2 separate regions of the Mus musculus genome follow, and region 1 is linked to region 2. A link is a contact called in public promoter capture Hi-C data. All regions are on one chromosome and are shown on one strand. Each heading gives the region's core, a stretch centred on a gene start, on an enhancer-like site or on the middle of the called end of the contact. The rest is flanking DNA. Distances are from core to core; before and after follow the strand shown.

The links. Promoter capture Hi-C pulls out the DNA fragments that hold promoters and counts their contacts.
Region 1: a promoter capture Hi-C map of embryonic stem cells shows a contact between it and region 2, with 2.6 times the contacts expected there. The contact joins the promoter of D830031N03Rik here to the enhancer-like site in region 2. A contact is called at or near these places in 11 of 39 promoter capture datasets (the C10 cell line, the HPC-7 cell line, cranial neural crest and 5 more), 1 of 15 datasets of contacts at CTCF or cohesin (the NIH/3T3 cell line), 1 of 484 Hi-C or Micro-C datasets (the G1E-ER4 cell line), 9 of 115 datasets of contacts at active chromatin or transcription factors (the 230-238 cell line, acute myeloid leukemia, effector CD8 T cells and 4 more) and 3 of 9 other capture datasets (adipose tissue, liver and pancreatic islet).

What each region holds. Positions count from the first base shown.
Region 1 is chr4:123,410,482-123,415,673 of GRCm38.p6, forward strand. D830031N03Rik (RIKEN cDNA D830031N03 gene) reads right to left here and starts at 1,430. Exons shown (of 1, transcript NM_001167918.1): 1 at 1-1,430. The coding sequence starts at 226. The region is part of intron 57 of Macf1 (microtubule-actin crosslinking factor 1); the gene reads right to left.
Region 2 is chr4:123,298,946-123,303,842 of GRCm38.p6, forward strand. No RefSeq gene overlaps it. Among named protein-coding and RNA genes, the nearest start is that of Gm22154, 8.2 kb to the left of the region's middle. Within about 2 kb of position 2,321, at least 11 of the 459 cell types and tissues checked have an H3K27ac peak or open chromatin away from gene starts, as enhancers often do. A contact at or near this core is called in embryonic stem cells and trophoblast stem cells, where this site is marked.

The DNA.
Region 1 (5,192 bases), core at 180-2,679, 110 kb after region 2:
ATGTACCATTGCTGGATATGGTACTTCCTTCCATCTTCTCCATGGTGCTTTTTGACGTCTGATTAAGTTTTGACCCCTGGTCAATCTGTTCATTTATCCTCATTGTATCGTATATAGACCGCTGTGGAACATAGCAATCTTCTATATAGCCATCCTCATCTTCCCCTTTACCCAGGCAGGTAGGGTTCCGCCTTAAACAGTCTGGCCTGCTAAGTGGCTTACCCATACTTTTTCAATAAAGATGAACCATCAATCTTTCAAAAGTTTTTTTTCCCCGCCACGGGTTCTCTCAAAATACATTCTACATGAATTGTAAGTCCTCTTACATGTTTATACTCCAAACCACCAATTGCATCTGCCTTTCAGAAAGATCTGGAAGTTCCCAATTTGAAACCATTTTGGGAGAAACTCTAATAAGACAAACAGGTTTTCCCTCACAGGCTAGCAGCCTCATAACTGCAGAAAGACAAATGATATTATTTAATCAATAAACATAAAACAAATACTTGTATGGCTTCTGGTTTTACTTTTCTAAAGCCCTTTCAAATTCAGTCAGCAAAAAAATCGTTTGATATTGACAAGTCTTATTCAATATCTAGTTTCACTCGATTCGCACCAAAGCTGAGTTGGAAGCAGAAAATGTATACCAACTATGTCCTTTATAACAATGGCACACCCTCTCTAGCCTTCAAGTATGGTCCAAGCTCCTAAGAATTCCTTTCATTTTATCCTGTGTTCAGCCCTAAAGAGTCCAGCTGGTCTGAATTAGCCATTCGTCCTCTCTAGTTGGGTGTTTGCATTTGAACAGGGCTGGTCAGCGGATATTCCTGCAACTTTAAACACAGGAAGTCCTTCATTCGGGGCCAGCTTGGGGCTTCCTGTCTCCAAAACATCATGGCATTGTTGTGGCTTCCAAGCCAACACTGTATCGTGGCCGCAAAACAAGGCGAGTGGAGGCCCACGCTGGGCCTTTCAGAAGGCGGGCAGGCTGCGGCAGCGGCCAAGAGGCAGTCTGGACTCACTTAGCACCGCCCGCAAACCCGCGCCATGCCTCGCGCCCCGGAGGGCCAGGGTCGCCTCACCGCAACCTTGCAGGTGGCTCCCGGCGGGCCGGCCTTGGGTCTAGCGCTCAGGAAGTTAGTTTGTCCCTCCGGCAGCAGTAAGTCCCGTGTCCTGTGGGCGCCGCCTCCCCGGCCACTGCAGGTCCCCGGCCCCCAGCCGCCGCGTCGTGGGCTGCATGACAAGCAGTCGCCTCTTTTCTCCACCACGCCGCCGGCCCTGCAGCCGTCCTCCCCGCCCGCAGCTGTCACGGTCCCGGCATGCAAACTTCTGGCCGGGAACAAAAGGCTCCGCTCCGGCCGCACGAGGGGGGCGAGCCCGCCTCTCTCACGCCGCGCGGCCCGCTCACACGCCGCTGGCTGGAAGTGCTCGGGTGGCGGGCGGATCTCCTCCCCCTTCTAGCCCCGCCACAGCCGCTGCCCCGCCCGGGCAGCCCCCTTGGAAGCCCGGGAGCGCGCGGCGCCGACTGCTAGGGAGGAGGACGGGGGCGGGGCCTATAGGGAGCCCCGCCGGGAGGGGAGGGGGCGGAGGCAAGGATTGGAGGCCAAGGCGGCGAGGGAGGGGCTTCCCGGGGTTGGGGCGAGGGACTCCAGCTCATCCCGCACCCCCTCTAGCTCACTCCCTCCTCACCCACGGGAGTAATAGTGTCCCCGCCTGCGAGGGTGAGAGGAGAGGGGCAGTCCTGGTCATGCCGGGCAAATCCCCTGACAAAGGAAAGCCCCGCCCTCACAACGCTGGCCCGGCCCCTCCGCCCCCGCTTCTTTCCAACCGGCGGGATGGGAGCCCAGCCCAAGGGCGAACCCAGAAGGGGCGCCCCCGCCGCCCCCACTACCAGCCGGTAGTGGCTAGGGCCACTCGGGGGCCCCATCTGCCGGTAGAGACGTACGGGCTGGGGTGGGCGGTCTGCACTATCCTAGGCTCCAGCTTTGCCGCCAACGACTATCCCTGTATTTTTCCAATGTCACCTCTGGCGCTGACCAAAGAACAGGCTAGCCTTAAACACAGTCTTTTCTTGGCATGCCAAGGAATTAAGTTAGACTCAGGAACCAAGTTATTGGATAAACTCTAGGCACAGTTTCCCTTCTCAAGTATGTCAGATCTTGGCCCATTTCGCCACCTGGATTTCTCTGCTCAGACTTCAGCGGTCTTAATGACCGGAAAATGGGGTGCGGGTTGCAGGGCAGTGGAGACTCTAGCAGGAACAGCCCATGACCAACACCTGGATTGGCTATAACCGCTGTGCACGTCCAAGGAAATCTGAGCCTCTGAAGGGCTAGATGAAAAGCATGAGTTCATATTTCAAGTCTCAAGAATGAAAATATTAGAGAAATGTGTTACACAATCCTGCAAACTACGTTCTGGATTTTAGGAAAGCTATCTAGAGACCCTGTAATTGTTAAGAAAAGTACAAAGCAACCCAGAAGACTGCCTGCCAGAGGTAGCTTGCATCTCTTTGAGGTGTAATACTTGACTCCCTTTATGATGGTCCCTCGGATTTCATGAGGATGAAAAAGGTCAGTTAAAATGTACAAAGTCCTGTTGGCCCAAGTAGTTAATATAGATGATAAAACTTATGAGAAAGTTATTTCTACTCTTCACACAAACAGTAAATAAAACGAGTCACTGGTGTGTGGAGATTTGGCAGTGAAGCTTGGAGCTAAGCCTTAAACTTACTTGAGGAGCCAGAAACTCCTTGGCAAAAATGAGGTACAGGCTGAAGCCCATGATCAGATTAGTCAAGTAAAAGACAACTTTGCTTGGCAAAATGTTTTATACTTCATTTCTCACTCCTAAAGAAGCTGATCAATTCTACCCACTCAAATACAAAGACTTTCCATCTGTAAACAGGAGAGAATACTTAAACATTGTATCATCTTATTCTAGATACCCTAGTCTTTAAAGTTAAAACTTCAGAAAGCTATCCAGAATCCTGTGGCTTCCTGGTGCAATAGTGCAAGACACTAGAACATTTTTCTACGAACCCAGAGTGAAAAGAATCAAGAATACTTGATGGAGAGCAAATTTCAGGGGATATGATCAACATTAAGAATCTGAGGAGCTGGGATGTGGGAGGAAGGAAATTTGTGCTGAATCTCTCCTTAAACTGGCACACCAAGATCCAAGGGCAGATTTCAAACCATCAGTTTTCTCACTGCTATTCAAAGAATAAGGTGTTCCCTAAAAGGGTGACTTTTCCTGATCCCAAAGGAATGTGAGCAGAAATTCAAGCAACCACATGGCATAGCAATCTCAGGAAACAGATTAAGAAATCTTGAAGTTTATTCAGGGCGTGTTTTAAAGTCCCTTCAACCCCTGACACACTGTGATCCTAAGAACAAATCAACTTACAGACTGGATACTTCACAATTCATGGACTTCAGATTTTAAGTTTGTTGTAATTATTCAATGCAACTGGAAAACCCCATAGAGGATTTATTTCACTTGCAAGTCTTCCTGGCCAAATACATTCACCACGTGTTCAGATATCATAACAGACTCTTTAGCACGCCAGGGCCCCTCTGGTTAGAAGAATCTGAGGAATTCCAGCTCTGGAGTTAAGGGTGGGTGGTTATTCTATTATAAAGAATGGTCTTGATATGGAATCACAACCTTCACAGACAAAAATTCTTTTCCTGTTTCCTCACCAAGTCAGGTGCCAATCAGGTCAATCTTTTCCTAATTAACCCCTTCCCACACTTATCCACCTTGGTTTACTCTTCTCATCAATGTCAGATAAATAAATGGAACAGTCTAATAACCGAGGTTCAGACTCAAACTACTTATCACTTTTAGTCACACTCTGTTTAATTAAAGCACTAAAATACTACATAGAAACTTCCTAAAAGTTTAAACAGAGCCTCTAGAAAAGATTCCACAGGGCATGATGGCCTCAGTTCTTTCAGGCAAGAAGCAGAAATCTCTACGAGTTTGAGGCCATCCTGGTCTACAGTGAGGACCTCCTCATTCCAGACAGACAGAATGACACACACAGACACACACAAACAGACACACACACACACACACACACCAGGCTCATATAATCTACCTACTCTTTCAAAAACAAAAACAAAAAGCAGGAAGCCTCCTAGTTTTATTCTTTTTTTGGGGGGGGGGGGCGGTTCAAGATAGGGTTTCTCTGTGTAGCCCTGGCTGTCCTGGAACTCACTCTGTAGACCAGACTGGCCTCAAACTCCCTCCCTCTTTTCTTCCTTCTCTTCCTCCCTCCATATAGACAAGTAGATTGGCTTTAAATCCCCTATATAGTTGAGAATTACATTTCCGATTTTCCTGAGTGCTGAGATTATATGTATTTAGGCCGAGCTGAGAGCCAAACTCAGGGTTTCCTGTATGGAAGGCAAGTATTCTACCAACTGAACATCTCTAGCCCTAAGGGATTTCTGCAAACAGTTTTTGACTAGTTGTGGGCTCTTCTTTCTTTCACCCATCTCCACCCTTATTCCACCCTCTCAACCCCTAACACTAGGAAGGAAAGAAAGAGGTCCCTGAATTTAATTTCTTTCTTTTTGTTTCTTCTTCAACCACAACTACTATCAAACAGCAACCAGCCCTCCCAAACAACTAACAACAACCAACCTCGCCTTTGGGATCCTAGCCTTCTTCTTATACCCTCTGAAAAGTTCCCAGAATTCCAAATGTCACATCATCACGGAAACTATCTGCAGATGGCAAAACCACACCTCTTCCTGAGCACAAGACAAATAATAGTCAGCTGCTGGGAACAGTCTAAAGCAGCCCCATACCCCACACCTGGGATTTAAATGAAAACCTATTCTCATAATATTTCTGTTTCTTAAAGAAATCATAATTCTCACTACAGATTTCTTTTAACTACAGAATTCTTTTTATTTTTTTCTTTTGTTTTTTTGAGACAGGGTTTCTCTGTGTAGTCCTGGCTGTCCTGGAACTCACTCTGTAGACCAGGCTGGCCTCAAACTCAGAAATCTGCCTGCCTCTGCCTCCCAAGCGCTGGGATTAAAGGCAAGTGCCACCACCGCCCAAAAGTTTTATTCATTTTTATCATTGGTGTGTGTGTTGAATCTAAGCAAGGAGAGAAAGCACAAGGTCTCTTTTCTTTATGTCTGTCCATGAGTTTCTCTTTAGTTTTAGTTTTG
Region 2 (4,897 bases), core at 1,071-3,570:
TAGCCTTGGCTGTCCTGGAACTACTCATTCTGTAGACCAGGCTGGCCTCGAACTCAGAAATCTGCCTGCCTCTGCCTCCCAAGTGCTGGGATTAAAGGCGTGCTCCACCACGCCCGGCTACTTTTCTTTATTTTTAGGATGTAATTGGGCTAGCAAGCATGTGGTAATTTAAATGGGTTGGGGTGGAGCTTGCCTGGCATGTACCAAGCCCCTGGGCTCCTGGCCAGCATCTGTGATCCCAGCTGGAGTCAGAATGACCAGGAATTACAGGGCAGTAATGCCCAGTGAGTTTGGAGCCAACCCAACCCAAGCATGAAAAGAGTGAACTGTGAATTGAGTTGTCCTAGAATGCGCTCTGCATACCATGGCAGAATCTTTATACTTGAATGTAGAATGCTAACACCAGGAAAGTCCAGGATCTGTGGGGTCGCTGCAAACCCTAGGGACAGGGTAGGATTTGCTAGCCCATTGGCCAAAGCCTCCGTCCTCTTCACTGGAGTAAAGTTCGGTTGCCTCCTGCTTACGTCAGCGTGCAGTTGGCCAGTTTCTGCAGCAAGGCTTCTGCTCTGGGGAAATGCTCAGGAGTCCCATGATATCAGAGTCCCAAGTGCTGGCCACGGTCAGCTGCCTTCCTATCTTCCAGCCAAGCCTGCCTTAGGGCTATGGGTAGTTTCCCATAAGAATTGGTCTCCTTTTAAGTAACAGGTCCAAAAGCCCAAACTGTAAGGTTTTGGGGGTTTTTAAAAAGTGTCCATGTAGCCAGGCATGGTGGCACAAGCCTTTAAATCCCAGCACTCGGGAGGCAGAGGCAGGCAGATTTCTGAGTTCAAGGCCAGCCTGGTCTACAAAGTGAGTTGCAGGACAGCCAGAGCTATATAGAGAAACCCTGTCTCGGAAAAAAGTGTCCATGTGGATACTCTTGGGTCCAAAGACTGCAGGAGCTGGAATTAGAGGCAATTGAGGATTCTGACTCTGATCTCTGGAGAAACAATCTGCTCCTGAGTTTCTAGCCAGTCTTAATATTTCTGGACACATTGAGGCTTAAAACCATCTTAACTCCAGGGGTTCTCAGACCTCTGCCCCTCCTTGGGCACCTTCACTTGTGAACGTACACAGCTACAGTTATATCTTAAAGATGGGGGTTGATAGAGGAAAATCACCTGATCTTTGACCTCTGTCACTCAGAGACCACACAAGTGATCGGTAGGCTACAGGCTTGGCAGGGATGTGGCGGGTGGGGGTGCTTTTAAAAGGTTATCAGAAGGGGCTGGCGAGATGGCTCACTGACTGCTCTTCAGAAGGTCCTGAGCTCAAATCCCAGCAGCCACGTGGTGGCTCACAACCATCTGTAATGAGATCTGACGCCCTCTTCTGGTGCATCTGAAGTCAGCTACAGTGTACTTATGTATAATAAATCTTTGGGCTGGAGTGAGCAGGGACTGAGCAAGCAGGTTTGACCAGAGCAAGCAGAGGTCCTAAAAATTCAATTCCCAACCACCACATGAAGGCTCATAGCTATCTGTACAGCTGCTGTGTACTCAACATAAAATCTTTTTTTAAAAAAAGGTCATCAGAGGTTTGGTTGCATTTCTGCAAAGTAGGTTTTACTGAGCAAAAAGATTGCAGTGTTGTAGGACTGTCCTCTTGGAGCCTGCAGGGGAGGCTGTTTCTTCCCCAGCTTCTAAGGCTTATGTCATTTGCATGTGGCCCCTTAGTCTTTAAACCTGGCAGTGGGCAGGTGAGTCTCCCTGAGCCTGCCTGAGTTTGGTTGTGTTCAGTTTGCCCCAGCTCTGCATTTGGGTACTGTGCAGTACTGTACAGTGCAGTTGAGTCACTGTGACTCCCGGAAGCTTAGGACTGAGATCTGTCTTCGGGCCTTGTAGCAGCTGGTCTAACTACTGAGTTTCCCCCAGAGAACACTCGAATACTCTGACCCAGTGTTTCCTCTTGTCTCTGATCAGCATTTTCTTGCTTTGCTGACATTCAACTCTTAGGCATATAATTTCCTTCCTATACCTATGGGTAATCGGGCTTTTTGGATACACGTTTGTGTAGCTAGTACATGTACATAAGGGAATAAGATTATTTTCCACTCAGCACCAGTCGAAAGGAAACAGTAAATGCCCCATTTACTCTTAAATTCTTAAATTTAAGAATTTTAAATTTTTTACCGGATGCTTAATGACTCTTACACAAAACAGAGGAATGTAAACACAAAGACTGGCCGGAACTGGGCAATAAAACAACTGAGACAAAGTCAGCTCTATCTAAGGTCAGCTGTAGTCTTAGAAGCCAGGTGTGAGGTCTTTACACTCCTAGGGCAAGGGCTTCCACACCCAAGTCATGGTTCTAGTTAGGGAGTTCCGTTCTAGCTAACCATCTCATGAATAATGCAATACTCTAAAGCCACAGCCCAATCTACTTCCTAAACCATTGTAAATTCCTGTATATGACTTGGCTTTTATTCTAAGTGATAGTGTAGTACCAGAGGCTATTCTGAATGTCACTGAACAGGCAACATTCTTCCTGAATTCCAAGCCCATGCTCAGCTCAAGGACTTTCTAGGACGTTGGAACACTGGTGAAGGCTTAGCTATGTCAGAATTCAATCTTAAAAGGCACTTATAATAAGATAATACTAAAAGAGAGCACGTGGATCCATACACCAGACTAACTCGGGAATAGGGTATGAGTATATGGGTTAATAAGAACGCCAAAACTCCAGGAGGTGAGCTTCCGTGAAACTCTTTGCCTCATGAGCGCTTCCAGGCCTCACAGCCTGTCAAGCTGACTTGACCAGAGTGCGTCCCTTGAGGCAGTACATGGAGTGGACTCAGAAATATCTGCTGTCACTTGGTAGGGCAAAGTTATCAGGCTTCATTTTTGAGATTATTTTTCCCCCTCACAGGGTCTCACTGTTGTAACCTGAAACTTAAGATTCTCCTGCCTTAGCCGGGGGCGTGTGCCTTTAATTCCAGCACTCGGGAGGCAGAGGCAGGCGGATTTCTGAGTTTGAGGCCAGCCTGGTCTACAGAGTGAGTTCCAGGACAGCCAGGACTACACAGAGAAACCCTGTCGGAAAAAAAAAAAGAAAAAAAAAAAAAAGTGATTCTCCTGCCTCAGCCTGTCTGATGCTGAGATCACAAGGCCTACATCATTATGCTTGCCTTTCAGTCTTGTTATTAATAATAGTGAGAGCGTCTCATCCGGTAGCCGTGGCTGTATGGAACTTGTGATCCATAGGAAAGCCTGACCCTGACCCGGAAGGCGCTGCCTCCTGAGTGCTGGGATTAAAGGTGTGTGACACTGCCCATCTTATTTATTTACTTATTGTTGGTTTTTCAAGACAGGATTTCTCCGTGTAGCCTTGGCTGTCTCAGAACTCACTTTGTAGATCAGGCTGGCCTCGAACTCACAGATCCTGAGTACTAAGATTAAAAGCACTTGCTACCACTTTTTTTCTTTTTTTAAATAAAGACTACCTTCCACCTACTGTAAAACCAGGCTAGAGAGCTGACTCGGTGGTTAAGAGCACTCGTTGCATCAGAGGGCATGGATTTGATTCCCATCACCCACATGGTGGCTCACACATTCTGTCATTTCACTTCTAGGGTATCTAATACCTTCTGACCTCTGTGGGCACCAATAACACAAGTGGTAGGTAGACATACATGCAGGCAAAACAAAAACACCTGTCCGCACACTAAAGATTGAAAACCACGCCAGGAATTCTACAGTGAAATTGCTTCTGCTTCTCACCCCCTCCAGCTCATGGTAGGCCTGCCTGGTTTCTTTATGCTTTTCATCACTGGAATAAAGTCCAGGACAGGAGCGACTCAGGAGGAAGGGATCTCTGTTTCTCACCGCAGGGAAGGCATGCTCATGGTGCAGGAGCACCCGATAGGCAGAACCAGGGGCAGGCGTCACCTTCAAAGGCGACTCAGTATGGCGGAGTCCTCATAACCTAAAGATTCCCCCCACAACCATGCAAACCGTATTAACCGATCCTGGCAAATCCTTAGGTTTGGTTTTGTTCTTTTCAGATACAGATATTCTTTTTGAACTTTTGTTCTTTCGTGTAGCGGCTTCTGGAATTCAGTCAGCATCAGGTCTTGGCTTCCTTGCCCTTTCCTAGTCCATGGGTAGACTGACTATCACCGATTCACCCAGGGCCCTGTGCATGGCCTTGCAGGCAGTGGCTGTTCTAACAACGCACATTTAGAGGTATATTTAGCCAGAACTCCCCCGAGAAGCTCCTGATACCAGCTGGACATAGGATTCTAGCTGTCACCCAGTGAGTTTATCAGGCTTCCTTACAGGGCATAGGTGATGCATTACTGACATGAGGTGGCCTCAGACAGCTGCAAGAGAGAACATAACAAGAATGGATGGTTTCCCCACAGCCATAGAGGTGGAGTGTCCCCCTCCCCTCTGATAACCACTTTTCCCAAGCTCCCCAACTCCTGAGACCCTGAGTCCACAAGCCACATGCAATTAGGGCAGAATTGCATACAAATGGTGTGTGTGTGTGTGTGTGTGTGTGTGTGTGTGTGTGTGAGAGAGAGAGAGAGAGAGAGAGAGTTAATCTTCATGAGGGTGGCCTTGAAATGATCTTCCAAGTCCGCTCCAGATTGAAGGTGATTGACTCTTGCAGCTGATTTGATAATAAATCAGAGGGAGGTCATAACACATCCTACAGCAGTCTTCAGGGTAAATTCCTAGAATTAGAATTACTGGATCAAATTACTGCAAAGACACAGGCTATAGTGGTCCATGCTTTTAATCCCAGCATCTAGAGGAAGAGGCAGGTGGATCTCATTTTGAGACCAGTTTGGTCTACATAGTGAGTTCCAAGTCAGCCAGGGATACATAGACCCTATCTCAAACAAAAAGATTTA